Regions from separate parts of the Mus musculus genome. Here region 2 is linked to region 1. Evidence: chromatin contacts called from public Hi-C data. All regions are on one chromosome and are shown on one strand. The core of a region is the stretch at or near the end of the contact, and the rest is flanking DNA. Distances in the headings are between cores, read along the strand shown. Region 1 overlaps Gm34455 (a long non-coding RNA gene). Region 2 overlaps Ergic1 (endoplasmic reticulum-golgi intermediate compartment (ERGIC) 1).

What was found. Hi-C and Micro-C count contacts between places; a contact is called where the count stands out from the background.
Region 2: a contact with region 1 is called in a Hi-C map of the C2C12 cell line, with 4 times the contacts expected there. The contact joins two enhancer-like sites. A contact is called at or near these places in 1 of 15 datasets of contacts at CTCF or cohesin (the NIH/3T3 cell line), 22 of 484 Hi-C or Micro-C datasets (the 4T1 cell line, the C2C12 cell line, the C3H10T1/2 cell line and 16 more), 14 of 115 datasets of contacts at active chromatin or transcription factors (CD8 T cells, the HPC-7 cell line, acute myeloid leukemia and 10 more) and 3 of 9 other capture datasets (adipose tissue, embryonic stem cells and liver).

Annotation. Positions count from the first base shown.
Region 1 is chr17:26,482,215-26,489,315 of GRCm38.p6, forward strand. The region is part of intron 1 of Gm34455 (a long non-coding RNA gene); the gene reads right to left. Among named protein-coding and RNA genes, the nearest start is that of Gm34455, 19 kb to the right of the region's middle. Within about 2 kb of position 3,032, at least 31 of the 459 cell types and tissues checked have an H3K27ac peak or open chromatin away from gene starts, as enhancers often do. A contact at or near this core is called in the C2C12 cell line, where this site is marked.
Region 2 is chr17:26,647,002-26,654,102 of GRCm38.p6, forward strand. The region is part of intron 9 of Ergic1 (endoplasmic reticulum-golgi intermediate compartment (ERGIC) 1); the gene reads left to right. It overlaps Gm41553 (a long non-coding RNA gene), which reads left to right. Exons shown (of 2, transcript XR_876696.2): 2 at 1-5,855. Among named protein-coding and RNA genes, the nearest start is that of Gm41553, 8.8 kb to the left of the region's middle. Within about 2 kb of position 3,925, at least 66 of the 459 cell types and tissues checked have an H3K27ac peak or open chromatin away from gene starts, as enhancers often do. A contact at or near this core is called in the C2C12 cell line, where this site is marked.

The DNA of each region.
Region 1 (7,101 bases), core at 1,782-4,281:
GGCAAGTTCTTTTGCATCTCAGAGATGCTGGGGAAAGAGGGCCGGCAGGAGGTAAGTATTAGCGGCTTCGCACCCCAACCCAACCACAGTCACTGCAGAGGTAACCAGGCCACACAGATTTCCCACTGTCACTTGACATAGCAGATCCAGTTCCTGACTTAGAACCTGTGCAGGGGTGGGCAGCCCCACCTTCCTCCTGCCAGAGCTCACACATCTGCTCCTCCGTTCGTACCCAGGCCAAGGGTACGAACAAGCAGGTTCTGGGCTCAGCCCATCCTCTAGAAGCCTCCCTGACACTGGCTTTACCACAGCCCAGTAGAGTAAGGGAGGCTTCTCCCAGGCAGAAGGTGTGTTCCAGAGCCGCTTCCTCCTATTGAGCCCCAGCCCCTTCCCACAGCATTATGCATCCACAGACAACCGCATCTCCTAGAGAAAAGCATGACATAACAGACATCAGGGATGATTCGATAGAGAGACTGCAGTGTGCAGCAGCTCCTGCCTCAAGCTAGCTGTGTTTAGATTTATTTTCATAAATTTTCTCCACTGGAGATGAACTACTATCAAATCACAAGGAAGGAAGACCCAGGTTTATTTATTTGGATCTAGTTGTTTTCTTGAGACAAGTTCTCACTATGTAACCCTGGCTGTCCAGGAACTCACTATGTACACTAGGGTGGTCTTGAATTCAAGAGTCCTGCCTGCCTCGGCTTCCTTCGTGCTAGAACTAAAGGTATGTGTCCCAACACCTGATCTTAAAATACCTTAGTTTTAATATTGAAAAGCAAAAGTATTTATATAAATTTGCACACGTAATCTAGGTGGAACAGAACATGACTTGTGACTAAGAATCACCCACGTGTGTGAAGCACCTGTATTCAAATAAGAAATCATGAGTAAGCCGGAATGACAGAAAAGGCTCCCAGTTGTCCCTATTCATCCAAAGATACGGTACCTCAGATTCTCTCAGTGGACTGTCCTGAGAGACCAGGAAGCTCTGTGTGTCCTTGTGTAAAGAGTTGGAATTTGCCGGGTGTGGTGGCACACGCCTTTAATCCCAGCACTCGGGAGGCAGAGGCAGGTGAATTTCTGAGTTCGAGGCCAGCCTGGTCTACAAAGTGAGTTCCAGGACAGCCAGAGCTACACAGAGAAACCCTGTTTCGAAAAAACAAAAACAAACAAACAAACAAACAAAGAGTTGCAATTTGAGAAAGAACACATATTTCAGGACGAGTATATAAACACTCCCTTTAAAGATAAAGATGCCTCTGCAACTGTGAGCAGAGAGCATGCTGGGAGTAAATGAGCAGTGTGCCCCATGTGTGTGTTAACACAGAGCTGCATTCCCATACAGGACCCTTAGGGTGTCTCTGGTGCCCATGATACCTGCCCTGAGTTGCCAACAGCACTGTGGTCTGCCTGCCAGGTCAAGGTTGATAGAACAACTTTGTTCATGTCTGCAATCTAGGCTCCAAGCTCTACTTGGACAGAACTCAGGACCACCATGGGACTATGGGAAATAGATCAATGAGAAAGGACAGTGGGCACAGGGCTTTTTATTCCTGAAATGAGTGAAGTCCTCAATATATAAAAGAGAGGAGGAGGAAACTCCAAGAATGGGCTTTGAAGGTTCAAGGTCCCCCTGAAGAGACAGTATTTTCCCTACTGTCACCCTTGTCCTGGGAATGAGAGACATCACATATGAGGAATCTCAAGAAGGAAATGCCCAGAGTAAGGGGAAAGGATGTCATTGCTTCCTTCAGGATTATAACAAGGGTCTCATGTCTGACTTCTCCTCTAAACTGAGCTCCTGATGTGCGGGGTGACTAGGGATTCTCCATCTGTGTCTAGGACACCCAAACAACACCTAAGTACCTGAGGCAGCCTACCGCACCTGTGGGTGAATGAAGGAGTGAAGGAGAGAAATTTGCTGTCAGGACATTTCTACCCTGGACCTTTCACTGAGAACACCAGAATGAACATCTGGACCTCTGTTGACTGAGCTTCTAGCATGTTCCAGGCCCAGCCGTTGCTTTCACCAAAGTCACGTGTTCTAGCATGACCATGCTGGCGTTTCAATCCACTCAGCACGGCACAGATTTTGACTGGGGGAGGGGTTCCTTTTAAAAAGAAACTTAAAAGTTGACTCCTAGGTGTACAGGTGTACAACCAAGGGAAACGAGAACACAAAACTACATGAAGACTTGAACATGAACAGTCATGGCAGAGTGATTCATCAGAGCCCAAGTGGAAAGAGCCCAGGGGTGGCATCAGTCAGAGAGGAACAGTGTGTGCGTAGCCACGTAATAGAGTATTACCATTCTATTACTAATAACAAATAATGATTTATCAAGAAAGTGCTGACGCATACTATACCATGAAGCTTGGACACAAGAGGAAACCCACCCCCAAAGACCACATATTATTAAGTCTATTTCTATGAAAGGTCCAAAATAGGCAAGCCGCAGAGAGGGAGGGTAGATTCCCCTGTCTAAGGCCAGGAGCGTGATGTGGACAGGGTTGGCGTGGGAAAAGCAGAGTAATCACTAACAGGTGGGTAAGTACAGCTGTGAACACATGGAAAGCCACCACATCTTGCATTTTACATGGGCAAATTATGTGGCATGTGACTGTTTCATTGAAGCTGTTATAAAACCCAAAATAAAGAAATTAGAGAATTCCCCCTCTCCGAGGAGGAGCCCGCCGAGAAGCCAGTTTCACAATCCAGTGGTGGCTCTGGCTTGCCAACGGTATTTCTATTTTTCAACAGTCTTGAGCCTATCCTGCAAAGTAGCTTTTCTCAAGACTCACGCTGTACCCCAGAAGCCCCAGGTTGCTGGTTGCTGCCTGTCTCCAGCCTGTCTCTTGTTCTCGCCCCCTTGTCTATGCCCACCACTGCCTCTCCCTCAGTCCCTCTCTGCTCAGGAAAGTTAGCTCCAAATGCCTGGGCTGCCTCAGGAACCTGGTGACATAGGCCTGTTGTGGTGTGTTTGGGCACAGAGGCCTTCGTTGCCAGTGTTGCCAGGCACAGAGGGTGACTAAGCCAGCCAGTTGTGTTCAGGTTTCAGTGCCGATCCAGGAGCAGGGGGAGCCGAGGGCTGTTCAGCTGCTTGGGGGAACGGGTTTGTTTCTGTTCAGCTATGCATGCTATACTTGGGCTATCCTTACACACACCAGAAAGCCAGACATCCGATGACATAGAAGTGCCCAGAAGAACTCTTGGAAAGGTAGAAAACAAAACAAAACAAAACAAAACAACTCAAAAAGTGTAGAAGCTCCAGAGAAATAAACATCAAAGTGACTGTCACAGCCCACTAGCTGTACCAATGAGTTCTACATGCACAGGCCCAGCCAACTGTAGATCAAAAATAGAAAAATTTTAAATTGTGTCTGAGTCAAGCAGGTAGCACACACCTGCAATACCAGCACTGGGGAGGTATAGTCAGGAAGATGACGTTTGAGGCTAGCCTGGGCTACAAGAGAGAGGCTGCCTCCAAAAATAATTATGTCTATACTGAACACATGTGTTTTTCTTACCATCATTCTATAAACAACACAGTATGGTAGCTGTCATGCCATGTGCAGTTTGTTAGGAGTGGTATGTCTTCCAGAGCTGGTTTAAAGAATATGGGGAGGGGAGTTGCCCAAGCTCTATGCAGACACTGTGTTGTATGGGTGGACTTGATCTCTGTACAGTCCTGGAATGATTCTCCTGTCCCCATCCCCAGGACATCTGAACTCAGAACTCCCAGTTTAGCTAGGGGCTAGTGAGAGGGTAGCCTCTGGGACGGGCTTGGAAAATAACTACCCATGTGTCAGTGAGGGTGACCAGCTAGAGGCAAGGCAGACCACCAGAGCAGAGCAGGCTGGGAGTCAGCCTTGGGAAAGTATCTTTAGGGAAGGCTGGATCTTCACGAACATCTGCATACAGAAGTCTTAGGGAGTCACAAGTGGGCAGCAGGATCCGATCTAGCTTCTCTTTCTCAAAGCCTCTGACTGATGAATGGGGAAGAGACAAGCTGAGGGGATCAGGAGAATCTTCTGTCCTCTGTCTGCGAGAGGCCACTGGTTGGCAAGTCCCTCTTATAGCAAAAGGACATTGAACACTGACCTTTGGTACTTGAAATTTAAATTTAAGCTGGACGGTGGTGGTACACGCATTTAATCCTAGCACTCGGGAGGCAGAGGCAGAGGCAGGTGGATTTTTGAGTTCGAGGCCAGCCTGGTCTACAGAGTGAGTTCCAGGACAGCCAGGGCTACACAGAGAAACCCTGTCTCGAAAAACAAAAACAAAAAACAAAAAAAGAAAGAAAGAAAAAAGGAAAGAAATTTAAATTTACATCAAGCACTAATCATTTCAGTCGATTTTACCATTGTAATTAATTCTAATTCAAAGCTTAAGGAAACAAAGCCAGGGGCTGGAGAGATGGCTCTGCAAGTGACTTGTTGATCTTGCAGAGTACCAGCACCTACATGGCGCCTCACAACCATCTGGGAGACAGGGCACTCTTCTGACTTGTTTTGGCATCAGGCATACATGTGGTACACATACATGATACAGACAAAACACTCAAACACACAAAATCAAATAAGTAGATCTCTCTCTCTCTCTCTAGCCTGCTCTCTCACTTGCTCCTGCTGCTGCTGCTGTTCACATTAGTTTAAAACATAACTAACGTAAAATGTTGGTGGAGCACACCTTTAGTCTGGAGACAGAGGCAGACAGTTCTCTGAGCTTAAGGCCAGCCTGGTCTACATAGTGAGTTCCAGCACAGCCAGGCTTGCATAGTAAGACCTTGTTTCTAAATACCAATAATGACGACAATGATGATGATGAAAGTTTTGAAATGAGTAAATGAATATGGACCTAAGATGACAGAAGAACAGTGAAATATAAATTATTAAAAATTTACCAGGAACACATGGGTTTGTTGTGGTTGGTTGGTTTGTTTGCCTTTTGTTTTTTTAGTAATCACTCAATTTTTGAAATTTAACCCCCAAACCAGTTCAAACCCTGCCATGTGGGTCTGGAAAGCATCTTTCTGGGTCACTGGCCAAGCTGTGAGCTTTCACTTCTTGTCCTAGTTTGGTCTGTGTTGCTATGACAAACTTGATGGCCAATCACAACTTTGAGAGGAACTGGCAGCATGTTGCATCTTACAGCTCACAGGCTATCACAGCAGGGACCTGGAGGCAGGAGCTGAAGCAGGCGCCGCAGAGGGGAGCTGCTTACTGGCTTGCTCCTTGGGCTTGCTCAGCCTGCTTTCTTACACAACCAGGGCCAGGCACCGCCCACAGTGAGTTCACACTGGGTCCTCCCTCACCCATCGTTAATCAAGAAAATGCCTCCACAGACTCGCCTACAAGGCAATCTGACAGAGCCATTTTTTTCTATCATGGTTACTTCTTCCCAGATGATCCTGGCTTGTATCCAGTGCACAGCAAACTAATCTGTATACCTCTGGAAGGTTCTGTTGCCAACACCAATCACAAGGGCTTACTAAAGCAGTTTTTGTGGAAGGTTGACCAGAAGGAGCTCTCTCTAAGCACTGTCTTCCTTTAAGCATAGAAGGTGCAATAGAGGGTCAGTAGGGCAATGAGGCTAGCCCCGGATCTCCTCATTCTCTGGAGCAGGCTATAGAAGCTTAACAGAAAGGAAACCAACTTCTGCAGTTAGTTGAAAGAGTGAGCCTGAAGCTTTCTTACCTGCGAACTGGGCCTATGGTTCTCCTATCTATAACACACACCCGCTCAGAGGTAAAAGGATGAAGGGAAACAATGGCCAGGTATAGGCTAGCAAGAGGGACTGAGCATCCATCTCCATGGCTCTGCCCCATCCAACTAGCCAGTGGAAAGGAGCCACCCAGCTGTCACAGGGGCAAACCAACCAGGCCAGTGTGTTCTCTCCCAACCCCTTCACACGCCACGCACACCCAGGAGCTCTTCCAGGCAGACTGGCTGAGCCTGACTTCTCACAGAGGAGGAGGCAGAGTGCTCAGGGAGCCATAGTCATCCTTGGTAAGAACACTTCTGTCACATCTTATCACAACCCCTCTGTCCCCAAGATCACTTGGCCAGCCAGGATGTCTCCATAGGCAGGTCTGAGTCCCCATCCTCCCTAATGCACACCAGAGTGTGTACTGTGAGTTTAAGAGTCTCCAGTGTCTCCACCTTGGTAGCTGCCAACCAGCCCTCCTACCCCCCCCCCAACCCTTATCTATACCCATCGTTGGGAACCCCTGGTCTCTGGAGACCTTGCCTATGTCATCCCTTTGCCTTTAACAGGCTCCTCTCTCCTCTGGGAAGCCCCTTCCTTAATACTCTTCCTCCCACCAGACCCCTGTCTAGTAGACTCTTACTGAGTCTGTGGAGCCCTGCCCCGCTGCCTCTTCCTCTAAGAAGTCTTCCTTGATTCTCATGTCACAGTAACCTTGCACGCTGCAGTGTGAATGGCTCCCCTTAGAGGAGGGCATAGAACCATCCAGACCGTTGGTGCACCTACTGGGTGGTGGAGCTTAAAGGACACAGGCTTTGTGCTCAGACTCACTCAGCTCGAAGCTTAGTTTTGCAACTGTGAGCTATGCACCCTGAGGGAAGAGGCCTAACCTCTCTGATCCCCTGTACTAAGATGAGAACAAGTCTCCACCCATAACACTGAGGCAATAGGAAATGCCTAGCATAGCACAGGCTTAAATAACTCTTCATTCACTTCCCTGGACATCAGGAACTCTGGATGTTCTCCCCTACCATCCAGTTGTGTTCACATCCGCACTTGTGTGAACAGCCCAGGCCAAGATCTTTCCTGACTGGCTGTGAACCCTGGTTGTCCTTGCTCCCAGAACCAGCTCCAACCAATATACTAGGACCCTGTGCCTGTAGAAACTCCCTCATAGGTGCCCACATACATGTGTGAGAGTCTGCTCTGAAGCGTGGCAGGTGGAGCCAAGTCCATCAGAAACATTAAGGCCATTCTGCAAGGACAGGAGCCAGCCGTCCACAGCTGCCCTGGATCAGGGACACACTCAGTGTCCCAGCAGCAGGTGTGTGTTGTTTATGCTGTATCCCAGGCAGCAGAATCCCGCAGCCCTGGCCAAGAGTTCTAAT
Region 2 (7,101 bases), core at 2,675-5,174, 170 kb after region 1:
CTCATAGAAAAACCAAGAAAACAAATACAATAGGCTTAGAAGTTCACCATATACAAGGAGATGCACTGAAGGGCGGGACAAGGTGGTCTAATAGGAAAAACAGGCCTGCAACCTCTCGAACCCAGGCTCGGTGATGCCTGCTTTCTTAATGGCTGCATGACCTTGGACGAGCCGTCTTCTCCCCTTTGGCACAGTCACAGCACTGAGTGAGAAAGAAAGCAGAAGGAAACAGTGTCCCAGGGCAGGCTGTCGGTGCTCAACCAAGGTGCAGCTTTGTGGTAGGGTAGGAATGGGTATTTCAGTTAAGCGCCCTTTCCCTCAGACTGCCCTCCAGTTAGGGACCGAGGATAAGAGGTCTAGAGGACATGACATGCTGAGTGGTAACCACCGCCCCTCCCCTCCTCCCATCCCCAAACTCTCCCGAGCCCAATCATCAGCTTCCCTTCCCGACGGCCCCCACTCTGACTCTGCGACTTGGGTGTTCTCATCTTCGGCTCCAGCCTGTCTGCCTCCGGCAGCATATGCTGAGACTCGGTTCATTATTTATTTCCTCTGACGGTGCCTTTTCCACAAGCTCTGAAACCTCACTGCCTGCCTGAGGAAAGATGCACAGTTCCTGGCATTTGCAGTCACCTCACCGCCACCCCTCTCGTAGGTGAGAGAAACTGAGGCCCAGAGATGTAAACTAGCCTTCCTGGCCAAAATCACAGAGCTGGCTTCCACCCAGGAGTGTTTGCCCTGGCGCCTGCTTTCAGTCCCTTACCAGAGTGGAGGTGATACAGGCTTTTTCACAGCAAGCCACTGAGGAGTAAACACAGGCTCAGAGGAGGATGTTAGTCCTGGTAGAACACGAACTCCACTCTCTAGCCCAGACCTTCTGTGGCATAAGCAATCGAGGGCCACGGTTACAATGTAAAGAAATACATCTTTTAAAGTTAGGCTAGGGTATAAACTCCAGGACAGAACACTTGCCTGGCATGCTTGAGGCCCAGGTGCTAAAAAAGAAAAAAAATCAAAGCCAATGAACTAGGCTAGGTGAAATGCTAACTCAGCATGTAAAGACACCCACCTCAAGGCTGGTGACCTGAGTTTGATCCCTCTCCCCCACGTGGTGGATGGAGAGACCTGGCTCGTGCATATTGTCTTCTGACCTCCGCGTGGTCGCCACAGTCCATGCATCTGCATGCACATAAGTAAATGTAACTTAAACATGAATTACAAAGTGCAATATTCAGGTCAGAGGACTTCATTCTGGTCAGCACAGAAGGTTGGGAAGCTGTAAGTCTCAGAAAGAAGGTGCTAGACCAGAAGAGAGGTGTGTTGGTGGTTAGTGCTCATTAAAATTGCTGCTTCTGGACACACTGGGGCCTGGGTAGGGAGGCAGGTAAGAGGCAGAGTGTCCTTCTCTGGCTCAGCAGCTCTCCTCCCTGAGCCACCACAGCGAGGTCCCCTTACCCTGGTCATCCCTCTGTCCTGAGGCCCGGTGGAGGCAAGGCCACGGTCGTAAGCACTGAAGTGTGTATGCGTGCTCATAGCCCTTATTTCACAGCACACTGGGGGTAAGAAACATCCCTCCAAGCCAGCTGCTGATGGCAATGACTCAGAGGGCAGAGGTGGGAGGACCTCTGAGTTTGAGGCTAGCCTGGTCTACAGAGTGAGTTCCAGGATAGCCAGGGCTACACAGAGAAACCCTGTGTTTCTTGGAGAGAGACAGACAGCCACACTGATGGTGGACCTAAGCCTGGTTCTACAGACTGACTGTCTTAAGCAGCAAAGTACCTCAAGGCCCCAGGCAGCATTGCCCAGGCTTGGAGACTTAAGGAGCCAATTAGCAAATGCCCGCTCTGTACCAACGACCTTCTATCTCCTCTCCCTTGGCCTTGAATATAAGAGAGCAAGCAATAGGGTTGACCCTGTCCAGACACCAGGGGCTCCCCGACTAGGGAAGTAAGAAGGGTCTCTGACCTAAGGAACCAGGCCCAGAGGGAGGCTCTTCGTTGTGAATACGCCTTGACACGCCCCTGAGACACGTATCCTGGACAGGAGTTACCTGTTACAGCCCAGGCTGACTACAGAGACCCATGGCCAACATGGGTCTTGGGCCACTTCGAAGTCTTCAGAGAATCTTAGTATGCTATTCCTACATGATAGCTTGTCTTCCTCTTAAAGTGCCAGGAGGAAGGGAATGGGGACAGAAGGCTCTAAGAAGTAATCGGTAGGATTCCACACATTTTTTTTTCTTTTCTGATTAAAGTGGATCTCGGTACATAGAAAGCACCACACTCGGCACCAAGGTTGGAGCCTGAGATCATTTACTGAGCACCTACTGAGTTCCAGGTACACTGGAGGTCTGCTCTGCAGAATGACTGTCAGTGAAGTCAGGGTGCTTTTCCTGTTTATAGATGGGACAGCTGAGGCCCTGAGAGACGTGTGCATGGCAGCCACGGCTCAAGCCCCAGGGGATGATTTCTGTCTCCTGTGCCAGCCAGGAAGGCCCAGACTCCCCAGCCCTCACCTCCGGCCTGCCCTGGTTAGTTGTATTGAGGAACTTCCACTCCATCTCTATAGTTATTCGTTTATTCATGTGGACCTTGGGCCCTCCCTGCAGGTCAGGGCGATGCTGAGTGTCCAGTGGCCTGTCCCCTCTCCTGGCCATTCTTAGCATCCCTCCTGCACCATCTCTAGCTTTATCTCACAACTGCTGTATTCATTTTTTCCCATGTTGCCCAAGACATCATCAGTGGTGAAGGAGGACCATGACGCCCTCGTGTGGCCCACAGCTTCATTTCCCATGTAGGAGCCCTGACCTTCTCAGAATAAAAGATGACCAAGAGTGGCAGTTTCCCCAGTGAGTCCCAGTGTGGTATCTCCTGGTGCTGGTAGCTGCCATGTCCCTTTGTGTGTCAATTCCAGGATACTCCATGCTTCAAGCCCCTTGCTTGTGCCTGTGACTGTCACCCACCTCACTCTAGTTAGGATTAAGGATGGGGATGAGATCAACAATGTCCTTAGGGCTTGTTTCCATAGCTACAGTGTGAACATACTGAAAGGGAATTGTCTGACATAAATGGTTCGTAGATCTTAAATAATATTACTATAATCATACTATTTCTATTTTATTATCCTTTGTCTTTTATTGTGCCTAGTTTGAAAACTAAGGAATTAGTACTACTATTTTAAAAGTGTACATTTAAATATTAAGTTTGAAGCTAACTAGTTCTGTACACCAGGCTGAGGGAGCACTGTAGTGAAAGCAAGGGTGGGCCCCTAGAATCTCCTCAGCACTTCAGATGCCCCCGAGCTCTATCAAGATTCCTGTCTTCCTTGCAGCCCACAGAATCTAGTCCTTCAGACACGCCACAGGAGTGGGTTAGCTGACATCAGGAGGTAAACCTGGAGGGTTACTGCAGCATCCCTGGAGCCTCCAGGCTGACAGTGACTTACACTGGGATGGGGCTCTGGCATAGCTTACATGCTCCCTCAGTTTCCCCAAAGGCCGCATCTTCTTGTGGGCCTCAGTCATGGGTCATCTCCCTCTAACCTGGGCCAGCCCAGTGAAAGCAGACCTTAAGACGGTGCCAGGCTTGTGTGAGTCATAGGAACCCAGGCTCCGAGTTGTGTGTGGATGAAGGCAGATGGCAGGGTTATTTTTTATTTTTTGCTCCATTGCACTGAAGTCACATTTTCCTACCCAAGCTCTAAAAGCATTCTGTGGTATAAAATCTGCCATCATCTGACCCACGCTACCGAAATAAAGCAGCTCACTGCCGTCATTCTCCCTGAAAAGTGCCTCTGTGTCATGCGCCAGGACTGGTGGGGAGAGGCCTGGCCTGTTTAAAAACACTTCATCATAATCCCCACAGCGTCCCCCATCCTCTTAGCTCCCTGGGGGGCTGCTCGGGTTTCTCAGGCTGTTATTACTGGAATGTCAGCTGCTCTGCTTCCAGGCCATCCACACAGACCTGCTCTGTCTTAGGCCTTCGCCGCCTCCGCTTAGCTCATTTTACGAAAACACCATTTCAAAGATAAATGCCAATGTGGCCTGCTTTCCTGTCACTGTCTCTGTGTCCTCTGGCTTCCCACCCCTTGGCATCAATTGATCCATTAGGGCACCACTGCCACCCAGAGTCCTGTGGTGGTTATGTGTCATTGATATCTGTCTACAGATGCATACCCAGAAAGTGTGTGTGTCTTTAATCCCTGCATATGAGAGGCAGAGACAGGTGGATCTCTGAGTCTGAAGCCGGCTTGAGCTACATACTAGATAATCTGGGCTACCCAGAGAAACCATGTCTTAAAAACAAAAAATAAAATAAATATAATATATATGAATGTGTATGTAAGGCATACATAAGTTAAGTTGCAAATGGACTTTCACAATTTAGCTAGTACAGCTGCTCCTCCATGTGTGTCGGAGTTACATTCCATGTTCTCATCTTAAATTGAAAATAGCAAAATAAAAAGTATACTTAGGGCGCTGGGCATGTAACACATGCCTTTCATCCCAACACTTTGAAAGCAGAGGCAGGGGATCTCTGAGTTCAAGGCCAGCCTGGTTCACGTAGTGAGTTCCAGGACAGCCAGAGCTATGCAGAGGATACCCCATTTAAATGTGTGTGCGTATGTGTGTGTGTGTATATATACAAACAATATATAATTTATATATTATTTTATACATTAATACATTGCAAATTAGGTATAAGCATTTATATAATATTTTAATGTTATATGTAAATAAATACATAGCAATATAATATTATGTATTTAGTAATATAATATTGTTAGTATAATATTTTATATAATTATATGGTATAAATATTTAATATACATAAATTATAATTTTTAGAACATATGATATATTTATATGGGCTGCAGAGATATCTGGGTAGGTAAAGTAATTGCCCTGTAAATGAGGGATCCAGAGTTCAAATCCCTAGAGCCCATGTAAAGCTAGGCTCAGTAACACACGCATCTGTAATCAGTGGTAGAATGGGAAGCAGAGACAGGAGAACCCCTGGAAGCTCTGTCTCAGACAAGAGGACTAACATCCAAGGTTGTCCTCTGGCCTCCAGATGAGCTGGGTGGCATACGTGCATCCACAATCTTATACACGATGTACACATACACATTATACAGACACAAAAATGTCTTGTAAAAGTATAGATTTAATACAGGTGGCCTACCCAACACTGTGGCTTTGCCCACTTACATACATTAGCCTAATCATTCATGTATTTATATATATATATATATGTGTGTGTGTGTGTGTGTGAATACGTGTGTACACGCGCACACACACATACGAATGAATGAATATCCTACAGGCTGTGCTGTGGTCCAGCTAGGCCAACAATGGCTGTCTACCTTCAGAAAATCCAAGAATCCAGTAGTTATTCAATCCACAAGACTGGATGTCCCAGCTGGTCTTCACTATATGCTGGAATTCTAAAGAATGTGTTAATGCCCATGAAGGAATGGACTTCCCAGCAAGAACAAGAACAAGCAGGCAAAAAGAGGGCTTCCTTCTTCCATGTTCTGTATATAGGCTACCAGCGGAAGGTGTGGCCCAGATTAAAGGTGGGTCTTCCCACTTCAAATGATTTAATTAAGAAAAAAAATCCCTCACAGATGTAGTCAAGTTGACAACCAACAATAGCCATCACACCTGTAGTTGGTCAGAGGCACTGAATAGGAGGTCTGTTTTGCAGTGAAATGTAAGAACGTGGCCTTCAGTTTACTGAACATTGTCCTGCAGTGGAGAAATGGTGGTTACAGACATGCCTTTGCACCACCGTAAAGCTGGACAATAGTAAGTCAAATCTGAGGGGGCCCAGGCAGGGAAGCAAACCCTTGAAGAATAAGAATGAAAACTCTTATTGGTTTGGTTTGGTTTGGCTTCATCCACCTGCATCAGACTCCAAGGAGTCTAATGGCAGTGCTTTGTTGCTGGCATGTTTAAAACACAGTACAGTTTGGGAAAAGGTTTCAGGCAACAACCAGTCCAATTCCAGGGGCCCATAAAGCTTTAGGTGTGGCTGCATAGAAGCTCCTTTGTGAAGTACATGTGACCACGAGGGTGGCTTCTATAGCTAAAAAGGCCTAGAATCTAGTGTGGTCTCTGATAGATTGCATAGAGGTAAGCAGGCTATTAGGCACATGTGGCATCTCCCCTAAGGTTAGGTTTAACTGGGAGCTAGGGATAAAGGGCTAGGGAGGGAAAGTCTGGGATAATCGTTCTGGGAGATTTGGATGAGGCTGCTGCCACAGATAGCACAAAGGTCATTAATGATACCTGTGCCCATCCCTCTGGGCAGGAAAACAGGTATTTTATTGGAGAGAGGCCCCTGTGTGTTTAACATTCCCGGTTCTCTAGTGCTCTGTGGGCACAAGGACCTCCATGATCCCAACACAAATCAAAGGCTTTATGCTATTCATTTAGATGGGGCATTTCTTACGGAAGAGGCAGTCAAGTTAAGAGCAAAGACTCAGCTGGGTATAGTAGTGCATGCCTGTGATCCGGGAACTTGGGAGATAGAGATGAGAGACTCAGAAGTTTGTGGTCATCCTGGTCTATATGAGTTTGAAATTAGCCTGTCTCAGGGAATTAAGTCGCAAATTTACAAAATGAGTAAGTAAAAAACACGGGCTCTACTATTTTGAGTCCCAGTTCAGCCATTTGTTGAACATGATTTCAGCCCTCTAAACTACTACTGTTCCTTAGCCTCGTGATAGACATTTAAGGGGGTTTGGGGGTCACTAGCCTGGAGAGATGGCACAGTGGTTAAGAGCCACTGGCTGCTCTTCCAGAGGTCCTGAGTTCAATTCCCAGCACCCACATTGGTAGCTCACAACCATCTGTAATGGGATCTGATGCCCTCTCCTGGTGTGCATGAAAACAGAGCACTCATATCCATGAAATAAATAAAGGAAAAGGACTGGAGAGATGGTTCAGCAGTTAATAGCACTATTCTTCCAGAGGTCCTAAGTTCAATTCCCCGCATGGTGATTCACGACCATCTGTAATGGGATCTAATGCCCTCCTCTGGAGTGTCTGAAGACAGTTACAGTGTACATAATTTATACTTAAATAATTCTTTTTTT